Regions from separate parts of the Mus musculus genome. Here regions 1 and 2 are each linked to region 3. A link is a contact called in public ChIA-PET and HiChIP or PLAC-seq data. All regions are on one chromosome and are shown on one strand. The core of a region is the stretch at or near the end of the contact, and the rest is flanking DNA. Distances in the headings are between cores, read along the strand shown.

The links. ChIA-PET counts read pairs in DNA pulled down with a chosen protein or histone mark. HiChIP or PLAC-seq counts read pairs in DNA pulled down with a chosen protein or histone mark.
Region 1: an HNF4G HiChIP or PLAC-seq map of pancreatic cancer cells shows a contact between it and region 3. The contact joins two enhancer-like sites. A contact is called at or near these places in 1 of 484 Hi-C or Micro-C datasets (trophoblast stem cells), 3 of 115 datasets of contacts at active chromatin or transcription factors (double positive thymocytes, embryonic stem cells and pancreatic cancer cells) and 3 of 9 other capture datasets (adipose tissue, liver and pancreatic islet).
Region 2: an RNA polymerase II ChIA-PET map of effector CD8 T cells shows a contact between it and region 3, with 276 read pairs. The contact joins the promoter of Arid5a here to the enhancer-like site in region 3. A contact is called at or near these places in 1 of 39 promoter capture datasets (the HPC-7 cell line), 5 of 115 datasets of contacts at active chromatin or transcription factors (CD8 T cells, effector CD8 T cells, embryonic stem cells and 1 more) and 4 of 9 other capture datasets (adipose tissue, embryonic stem cells, liver and 1 more).

What each region holds. Positions count from the first base shown.
Region 1 is chr1:36,323,952-36,327,389 of GRCm38.p6, forward strand. Arid5a (AT rich interactive domain 5A (MRF1-like)) reads left to right here. Exons shown (of 7, transcript NM_001172205.1): 7 at 1-78. Among named protein-coding and RNA genes, the nearest start is that of Arid5a, 18 kb to the left of the region's middle. Within about 2 kb of position 2,085, at least 72 of the 459 cell types and tissues checked have an H3K27ac peak or open chromatin away from gene starts, as enhancers often do. A contact at or near this core is called in pancreatic cancer cells, where this site is marked.
Region 2 is chr1:36,306,319-36,309,513 of GRCm38.p6, forward strand. It overlaps Arid5a (AT rich interactive domain 5A (MRF1-like)), which reads left to right and starts at 1,415. Exons shown (of 7, transcript NM_001172205.1): 1 at 1,415-1,518. The coding sequence starts at 1,515.
Region 3 is chr1:36,158,805-36,161,790 of GRCm38.p6, forward strand. Uggt1 (UDP-glucose glycoprotein glucosyltransferase 1) reads right to left here. Exons shown (of 41, transcript NM_198899.2): 31 at 2,872-2,957; 32 at 1,138-1,222. Among named protein-coding and RNA genes, the nearest start is that of Mir6897, 16 kb to the left of the region's middle. Within about 2 kb of position 1,632, at least 87 of the 459 cell types and tissues checked have an H3K27ac peak or open chromatin away from gene starts, as enhancers often do. A contact at or near this core is called in CD8 T cells, the HPC-7 cell line, effector CD8 T cells and 1 more, where this site is marked.

The DNA.
Region 1 (3,438 bases), core at 835-3,334, 170 kb after region 3:
CTTGGGTATGCTGGGCAAGTATCCAACACTGAGCTATATCATTTGGTGTTTTTTAAAAAAAAGAATTAACAATATTTGAAACATTTTCTCTTGAATAGCCGTTATTTCTGGCCACAAAGGATGACCTTCCGAATCAGGACCGGGGGTGGGGGGGGGAGCCCATCTATTGCCCATAGTCCTTCAGCTCCTCTTGTGTCGGACCATTAGGGAGCCAGTCCTAGCCAACTGCCCTGGTTCTCACCACTTGAGTCTTGACACTGCTCAGACACTAGGTGGCAGCTGCTGTTCTTCATGGTTACAGATCAAGACCAATTTCCTTAGCTAATGGCTCCAAGAATGTGGCTGCTCAACTCTTCAAAGGGCTTCTGGGCAGGAATGTAGAGCAATCGCTGATCTGGCAGGACCATCGAGGTGGGCAAATATGAGCACAAGCTCCCAAGACTAGGGCCTCACTCGCTGGGGGTTGTTCCTCCGTGTGTGTGTGTGTGTGTGTGTGTGTGTGTGTGTGTGTGTGTGTGTGTGACAGCCGGCTGGCTACCTGTGAGTCTCTGTGTCCTCTGTGATGCAGAATTGAATCTAGAGACCACTAATGAGCAGATGACTACAGAACACACTCCCCATCCTACCAGGGGGCAGCTCAACCTTTTGTGGGGAGCCTCTAGTCCTGGAAGCCACCTGGCCCTGACTGTGAAACTCCCCAAAGGAGGAAAGGCTCTGACATACAAGGAGAGCAAGGAAGAGGCGCTCCCAGTGGGTGTCTTGAAAGAGCAGCTACTTCCCGACCTTACCTTTCCTGAGGCTCTTTCCTACCTCTAAGGTTCTTGGCTTTCTGCTTGGGCCCTGGGGTAGAAAGGAACGGCCAAGAAGCTAGAAGCCAAATAGATTATGACCTATACTTTCCCACAGCCAGTGTGCCAGTGACAATCTTGGGTCCTTTCCTTGCAAGCAATAGAAATGAAGGCTAATGTAGACAAGAGAATTCCCGAGTGGCTCAAAGCATGAGGGACAGCCAAACCCTAGGCCCTGGAGGAAGGACTCAATGTGCATCCTGTGTCACTTGCTTTGCTGATCATCATAACCAAATAATTTCAGAAGTAACTTGAGAGATGGGAGGTTTTGTTGTCTTAGAGTTTTACAGCTGTGAACAGACACCATAACCAAGGCAACTCTTATAAGGACAACATTTAATTGGGGCTGGCTTACAGGTTCAGAAATTCAGTCCATTATCATCATGGTGGGAACATGGCAGCATCCAGGCAGGCATGGTGTAGGAGGAGCTGAGAGTTCTACATCTTCATCTGAAGGATGCTAGCAGAAGACTGGCTTCCAGGCAGCTAGGATGAGAGTCTCACAGCCCATACCCACAGTGACAAACCTACTCCAACAGGGTCACACCTTCGAATAGTGCCATTCCCTGAGCCAAGCATATACAAACCATCACATTTGTTGTTGCCTACATTAGCAGAGGTTTTATTTAGCCCATGGCCACTGGGTGGCAGAACCACAAGACACTGGAAGTTCTTTGTCTTAGGGTAGACAACTGGGGGAGGGGAGGCAAGGGGACAGGAGCAGGGAGAGGGAGAGGGAGAGAACACACAAACCAGGTATAACCTCCAAAGACATGCCCCAATGAGCTACCCCTGCAGCTCTGTTTAAGTAGTAATATTTGAGATCTCCAGAGTGTCTCCTGTCAGCAAATGTTCCCTGAGTTTGTGTCCACTCAGGGGTTAGACCACTAGCAGCAGGCCACGGGTGGGCTCTGTCTCTCACCTTCTCATGGGTTTCAGCTCTGGGTGACCCGTTAGAGGAGAAGCTGACTCTGGGTCTTGAGCTACCTGTGCTAAGGCTCAGAGAAAGTGTATGCCACATGGATCAGAATACTGTGTGGCACCAGGTGCACCCCCCTTTCTCTGGGACTTCTCTGTCTCATCTGTAGTATGGAAGTGAGTCATTTAACCCCAAGAGCCAGGGTATTTAGAGAAAGCCCTCTGTAAACTTAAGTCCTGATGAATGTGAGTCACTACTTCCCTTGCTAGCTTGGCCATGCCTTATCCTGTCCTTTACCTTAGCATTTTGAAACCCATGCATGTGTTCTGACCACTACCCTTTACCTTGCCTTCTGAGTCAGTGACTCTGACTTCTGGATAGTGTCTGGGTCAAGAATGGCAAGCCAACTTTTGTGGTTGTCTGCAGCTCTGGATTGACTCACTGCGAAAGTGATGCAATTGATTAGTAATGTCTGCCAAGGCCCTTGGAAGGGGAGTGGAGGTTCACCTGCCACATCCGTACCATTGTCTGGGGCTTGATGATGGGCTGTCTGATGCAAGTTCCCTGACCTCACTGCCACATCTCAGCCTGGCTCTGGTGGTTTCCCTCCCACAGGAATGAAGAATAGGGAAGCATCACTCGCTTGCACTGGGAGCCCAATCAAGAAAGCCTGGCTTGGATATGGGTTGCCCAGGAGCTACAGTTGAAAGCCTGGGTAATAGTCAGGGAGGGAACCTCTAGGGGAAAGCTGTTCAAAAGAGCTCAGAGGTTTACGGTCTTGCTTCCAAGTCTGACGGATTGAGTTTGAACCCCTGGATTCATGTGGTAGGACAGAAACAACTACTGGATGTTGTCTTCTGACCTGCATGTGCGCCATAGCATGCATGCCCCCCCCAACAAACAGATAAATGTAATAGAGAGGGGAGGGAAAATGAGAAGGGAGAAGCAAAGGAGGTGAACAGAAGGGGGAATGGTTCTTTCAGAGGTAACTAGGTGGGAGAGATGGGTGGGCTAAAGAGGTGGAACTTCCAATCATTGTACATTTGATATGGGGCTAATGGCCTTGGATGCATTAGGAACAAGTTAAAATAAGCCTGCCATACCCAGCTCTCATCAGCTCACTGCACTTAAGATGTGGCCCACAACTCTGTACTGTCCCCAGATTCAAACTCCAGTGTCTGCTTGGAAACTTCTTCCTTCCTCAGGCTTCTGGTCTCCCCCTCCCCCATTGCATCCACACTCTGCAGTTCCTGCCTGGGTTGAGCTCTGGGGTGTCCCCCCATCAGGCTTCTGGCAGTCACACACCCCCAACAGTTCTGGAAACACATGGGATTCCATCTGCCTGAAAACCATTCTCTCCTCCACTTGCATGCGTCCCCCATCTTCATCCTGGAGCCTCTTCCCCAGGAACTCTGGCTTCCCTCTTAGGTGCCCTCAAAGCATCTACCATTTCTCCACCCACATCTGCATCCCTGCACCACCCCACCCCACCCCGCCCTGACTTGGTTCTTAGGGGCAATCCAAGCTTTGTGTTCACTTCCAACTCCTGATTAGACCAACTGCCAGCTACAACCCCATGCAACAGGGGTCTATAGTCACTGTGAGTAGCACAAGTGCCCACTGGTGTGCATCACCAGTGTGAAACTTGCTGCTTTGGCAATTCCCAGAGGA
Region 2 (3,195 bases), core at 165-2,664, 150 kb after region 3:
GTTGACTTGCTGAGGCTTTGCACAAACAGCACTGCCTGAGAGTGAGCTCTCCTGCCTGGACGGTAGGATCCTCCTTTTCAGAGGTCGGATTAGCTGTGGCTTTGAAAGGTAGTGAGTGCCTCATTGATAGATGTATCCAATCCAGGAGGTAGTGGATGGTCTATACTGCAACACTGAAGGCAGCGTGCAGATCTCCATACCTAACCTGGCACTGTAGCTAACCCAACCAATCGACCCTTACCAAATGAACACAGTGACTAGAAGCCTGTGAAGTTTCCAGGTGGTATCTCTTGGTAGATTGCATCTCTGCTAGAGTCTTGGATCTCTTGGGGTGGACTGGGGTTTGTAATCTTGGATGTGGGAGGCACTGTTACAATCATTGTTCTGCTCGTTATTCTGAGCAGTTAATAAATATCAACCACAATATTGCCTGTTACCAGATCGGCAAGCACTGGTTTATTACAATTATCCACCAAGCTCACTGGTGTCTGCTCCAGGCTGAGCTTGCAGATCTGCCATTCCAGAGCTTATGGATAAAGCCCAGAGGGTCAAAGTCATCAAATGCAGACTGTCCATTTGTTCAGTGTGAAGGGGAACACTAAAATGTTGGGGGCTAACTATGAAGCCTTCCTCTGTGCCCCAATTCTCTAGCCCTACCACCGACCAGTAATATGAGCTAATTAATCACCCAGGCCTGTTTTGCTCTATATAATGAAGATAATGATGGTATGAAATGCACCGAGCTGTATGAGTATTATAGTTAATCAACAGAATTTGATTCCGGGGATACTAACTACATAATAGGAACAGAGTTCGAGTTCAAGCTAATAAGGCTTTCTGCTTTTAAATCTCAAGTTTTAGCGTCATCTTCTATAACCCACACGGGTCCAAATGACTGTTCTCTCTACTAATCTTGTCCACATTCACCCTCAACTCGTTCACTTCCTCTTTGCACGGTCCATCTTGTGGCTTTCACTCAGTCTACATGACATATGTAGACATGGGCATTTTGGGCATTAGGCCTGGACCACAGACTTTCTAGATTGGCCTCTGGTAGGCTAACAGTACTTACTGTGTAAAGTTGGAAAGGATGGAACCGGCCAGGACCACTTCAGGTAAAAGCCAGAAGCACTTTATTTAACCCCACCCAGTCTTTGGCAAGCTACAAAGAGCGGGCAGTTTTTCTAAGACTCTAGTTTTGCCTCTAGGGAAACCAACAGACATGCGACAGCAGTTGATTCTTGAGTTTCTTACATCAGCCCCTAGCTGCAAAGTGGGCGCACACTACAACTCCCAGACGTCCTCGGGTCTAAGGGGGCGGAGTCTGCTCCGCTCTAGAAAATAGGATTCACCAATGGGCGCCCAGAGCGCTGGGGGGGGGCGGGTCCATGGGCGGGTCCGCGGGGGAGGAGGCAGTCGAGCGGCGCCGGTAGTCAGTCGCGCCGAGAGCGCTGGGACAGGACGGCTGTGCGTGTAGAGGGTCTCTGCATAGCGACGCGCGCTCTCGCTGGGCCATGGGTAAGCGGCTGGCGGGCGGCGCCGGGGTCAGAGGGCTGGGGTCCCAGAGCGATCGTGGCTCTCAGGGTAACCCGAATGTCTGCGTGCTCTCTTCTCGTGGAAAGTCGGGGCGGCCAGGGGCTTCCCAGGCGTTTATCTCGAAACTCTCCTCTCCGAGTCTGGACTGAAATTCACTGAGCCGCCCACACTTCCTGCTGCGGTTTCAATCTCGAGCTGCTCTGGGCCCATTTGTTGTGACAGCTGTCAGCAGCAGCTTCTCGGCCGCGGGCCCCTCCCTGCCCCGTGCCAGCCCAGCGCTTCGCTTCTCAGAAACCGAGGCGCCCGGGCCGCGCGCAGCGCTTCCCACTGCGGCCGCGATTCCTGAAAGTGACTGCGCGGGTTTTGAAGAAATTGCTCAATGCGCTTTGAAGAATCAACGGTTCCTCTTTTCTGCCAAGGGACATGCTGATGGTTTGACGGTCACACGCTTCAGATCCCCTGCTCCTTCTCTCTTCTCTTTCCTTTTTCTTTTTGTTTCTTTTTCTTTCCAACCCCCAGCAGGAAAGACGGTTTCTTTTTACCCGCCTGATCTTCTGAGTTTCCCTCTTTTCCCTCGGGTCTCTTCAAAGGGACAGGGTGATGGCCCTGGACTGGGGGTGTTTAGTGGACCGAGGGCAGAAGCTCAGGCTGCCAGAGTGCGACGAACAAGTTTGGCTTTGCTCTTATTGCGAACTAGGGGCACAACCACACCACCGATCTGTGGCCCTTTGCACTCACTACCCAGGCGTTGCTCCCTGGCCGGGGTCACATCCCACACCTAACCCACAGGCACAGTGGGGCCAACCGTAGGCCGGGAAGGCCTCAAATTAATCCCAAATTGTGCTGCTCAGGCTGTATCCCCTAGTTTGCAGAGTCTTTCATTTCAGATGAGTGTAACAGGTGCTCCTTGCCCCGCCCCGCGGGCACTGCTGGGAATTGATGCAAATCTAAGGATCTCAGTGTCTAAAGAGGATGGATGCCTGGGCAGGGGAGGGTGAGGAATGTTAAGCTAGAGGGTCTGTCTCTACAGCAGTTAGTGTCCTAAATGACTGCTTGGCCTAGAACTTGAAGTGACAGAGGCAGAATGGCCTAGAATTATATACCCCACCCCGTCTTCTATTACAGAGAAACTGAGGCATAGAGACAGACTAAGGTCTGACAGTGAGGGAGGACCAGGCTTCAAAAACTCCTTGCTCTTTCTCTTCTTTCCTAGTGGCCTTCCGCTGCCCTCGGTGGGAAGCTGATCTGTAATGATCTAGATTGCCTCTTGGACGAGTGTAGCAGGCACCGTGCTAGGGTGAGGAGAGGAGGAGAAAGGAAAAGTGAGGTCCGGAAGTTCCCTGTGTAGGGGTTTTGGCCTTCTGTTGAGTCAACCTCTGCAGCTTGTTTCAGCATAGGTGGGGTGGGAAAACCGGAAATGATACATAGAGAGAGCAATTTTCATCAAACGTATGGATGAAGGGTGGGGCGGTGAAGACTCAGTCCTCCCAGGAGTAGGATCTCTTGGGCTCTCTCAGGGCAGTTGGAGTCTGGAATCTCATACCTGGTGCCCCTACACCCCTCTCTGCCTTTATGCAGCCCCTAGGACTCTCAGCTTGTCTCTAGCCGCTAACAGAGCTTGGCAGAGGTGCTGAGGGTGGGCTGTGGCTGGTGCTGTGT
Region 3 (2,986 bases), core at 382-2,881:
GACTACAGGTGTGCACCATCCTGCCTATAAAAACTATAATCTTACTGTTGAATTGCCAGTGGAATTTCCCACAGTCTTCTGAGACTAAAATACTAACTCTATGAATTGTGGGTATGAAAGCGCCCAAGCCAGAGCTGGAGAGATAGCTCAGTGGTTCAGAGCACACTCATACAGCTCCCCCAGAGGACCTGAGTTCAGTTCCCAGCAACTATACTGAATAGTTCACAACAACCTGTAACTCCATTTCTAAGAGATACCAATGCTCTCTTGTGCCCTTCACAGGTATACGAGTGTCATATATTCACATAAACACATTTACATGTGTATAAATAAATAAAACTTAAAAAAAAAAACATGGCAAAGCTGAGCCAGGTGCAATGCCTTTAATCCTGATACTTGGGAGGCAGTCAAACATATCTGTGAGTTCGAGGCCAACCTGGTCTACATAGCAAGTCCCAGGTCAATCAGGGCTTCAGGGCTAAATAGTGAGACCCTGTCTCAATCAGAATGGAGAGGGGAGTACACAAAGTCTCTGTGGGGACATTTTGCACAAAATGGGACTCTGAGATTACCAAAAGTGACAATCTGTTGGCTGAAGAAAGCTAGAATCTTATCTTCACTAAGACATTTTTCTTAAGCAGCATCCCTAGAACTATTAAAACAAACAACAACAAAATCCAAAAGCCAACCAACCAACCAAAAGCCACTTCCAAATGGAATACCAAAATGACTTCCAAATGCAGCAGTCCTACTTCATCTAATGGAGACATTCCAAGCCCCTACTGGATGCATGAACTCTAAGAGTAGAGAACCCTGTATACATATTACAGCTTTGTTCACTCTATTTGTACTAATGCTTAATTGGTAAGTTAGGCAAGGTAAAAATCACAACAGTAATTAACACAAAACAGAACATTAAAACAGTGTCTTAATGAACTACCGCGAGAGGGCTCTCCTAGCACGGTCACAAGTGTTAGTACCTCCGACAGCGGCTGCCACGGGGGGACTGCTGTCTGTTCCCTGACAGTGGCTGGCCACGGCCACAGGGGGGGACTGCTGTCTGTTCCCTGACAGTGGCTGGCCACGGCCACAGGGGGGGACTGCTGTCTGTTCCCTGACAAAGCCGAGCAGACTCACCTTCACTTTGATGATCTTGCTCTTGAAGTTATTGAGGATGACAACAACGTCGTTTGCATCAGGAGGGGAATCTGTACCATCATGGCTTAGAGACAAGTAAGACAGAGAAAGAAATCACAATCCCAAAATGCGGTAAATACTCAGACAACAAGATGGGCTGTGCTTGCCCATCTTCATTGTAGAAACACTTTTTAAAACCAACAGTTTCCTCACAGTCTGAAAGAAACACCTTTACAGGACAAAGAAGTGTTCCTGGAAATCTCCATCTCTAGGCTAGGGACGTGAGCTGACTTCCTTCCTACAGCAGGCAAACATCAATGGGCTCTCAGGCAGGACAAGCACTGGTCAGATCATGACAAAGCTTGTCCGCTCACAGTCTGCACACTCAGGCCCATCCCTGGAGCCGCTTCTGCTGTTTAACTCTTGGCAGAGTGTGGTGACTCACACCTGTAACCCCAACAGGAAGCAGCAGGGAGATCAACTGCGATCAAAGCCAGCCTAGGCTACAGTGTGAGAGGCGGCACAACCAGCCAAGTTTAGAGCACAGACTCAATTCTGTGTCTGGTAGGAAGCCCACAGTGCAGCCGCTCTGGTCCGAGGCCCACAAGGCAGAGCAGGACGACTGTGAGTACTCGCTTCCTCCTCATCTCACTCTCCAGGCAGCAATGTGAGGAAGCCACTGCATGTGCTGTCACTCAGCAGGCAGCAAAAGGAGAGGAGAAAGCTGGCGCACAGAAGATTCCAGAATCACAGGCTGTCCATTTGGGAAGCCTCGGAAGACAGGAACCCTAGACAGCAGAGAGGACGGCACCACAGCCCCAGGCAAGGAAGAAGATGGACAGGGCCCATAGAAGAAACATTCTGTGAAGCCTTCTTGGGAAAATAACTGAATCAGGGAAAAGCCTACTATTTACAATAAGGACATTACTATAGCACAAAATTCTAAGTTATTGAATAAGAAATCTGCACAAGCTAGGTATGGAGGCACACGCCTGAGGTCTCAGCTACAGGAGACTAAGGCAGAAGACTCACTTGAGTCCAGTTCAAGCGTGGGTGAGAGAAAAACCAAAACCAAACCCACTAAACCACACTGCTTCTCCATGTCAAGTAAAAGGCCATGAAGCCAAAGCAAATACACACATTAGGCTGTTCACAGAAACCATAATGAAAACCATTCCCTACACAAACTGGCACAGAACTAAGGACGAGTTTAAACTGTGTTAAACAGGATAGAGACCACATTTTTAAAATGGTGTTCTGGGGTTCGTTTGAACTTTAAGACAATTCCTGTCACTGACAGGCTGGTGTAGGAGTACGCCTACACAACTGCAGCCCAGGGACCAGGACCGACAGTCAGACTACACAGTCAAAGCTCATGTGTTCTGTGCATGTACAAAACAGCCGGGGTCATGATAAACACCTCCCATCAGCGTACTGAACAGGACCGACCCTGCTGTTTCCAGTCAGCTCTCATCAAGTGGTCAGAGCTCCTGCCTGCTATCTGCATCCTTCTGATAAGAGCTGACAGGGAAAGCAATGGAGAACAGACCTCGCTCTGATCAGCACTTAGACCCCTTGCTAACCAACCCATCCCCTACAACTTCTCCCACACTTACTCTTCTGAGAAGCTTGGCTTTATCATGAACTCGACTATAACGCACGATGCCTGGGGTAAGCCCAGATAATGCGCAATTAAAGCTCAGTCTCTACAATGAAGCCGTCTCCTTGTCCTACCTGTAGATCCTATAAATGTCATCTGAGCGCCCCTTCCTCAGTCTCAGAATCCAGGCTCCCGGATTGGCTTTGAGCTGAAAATATCCCTAGGACACAAACAGAGTACAGGCTCAGG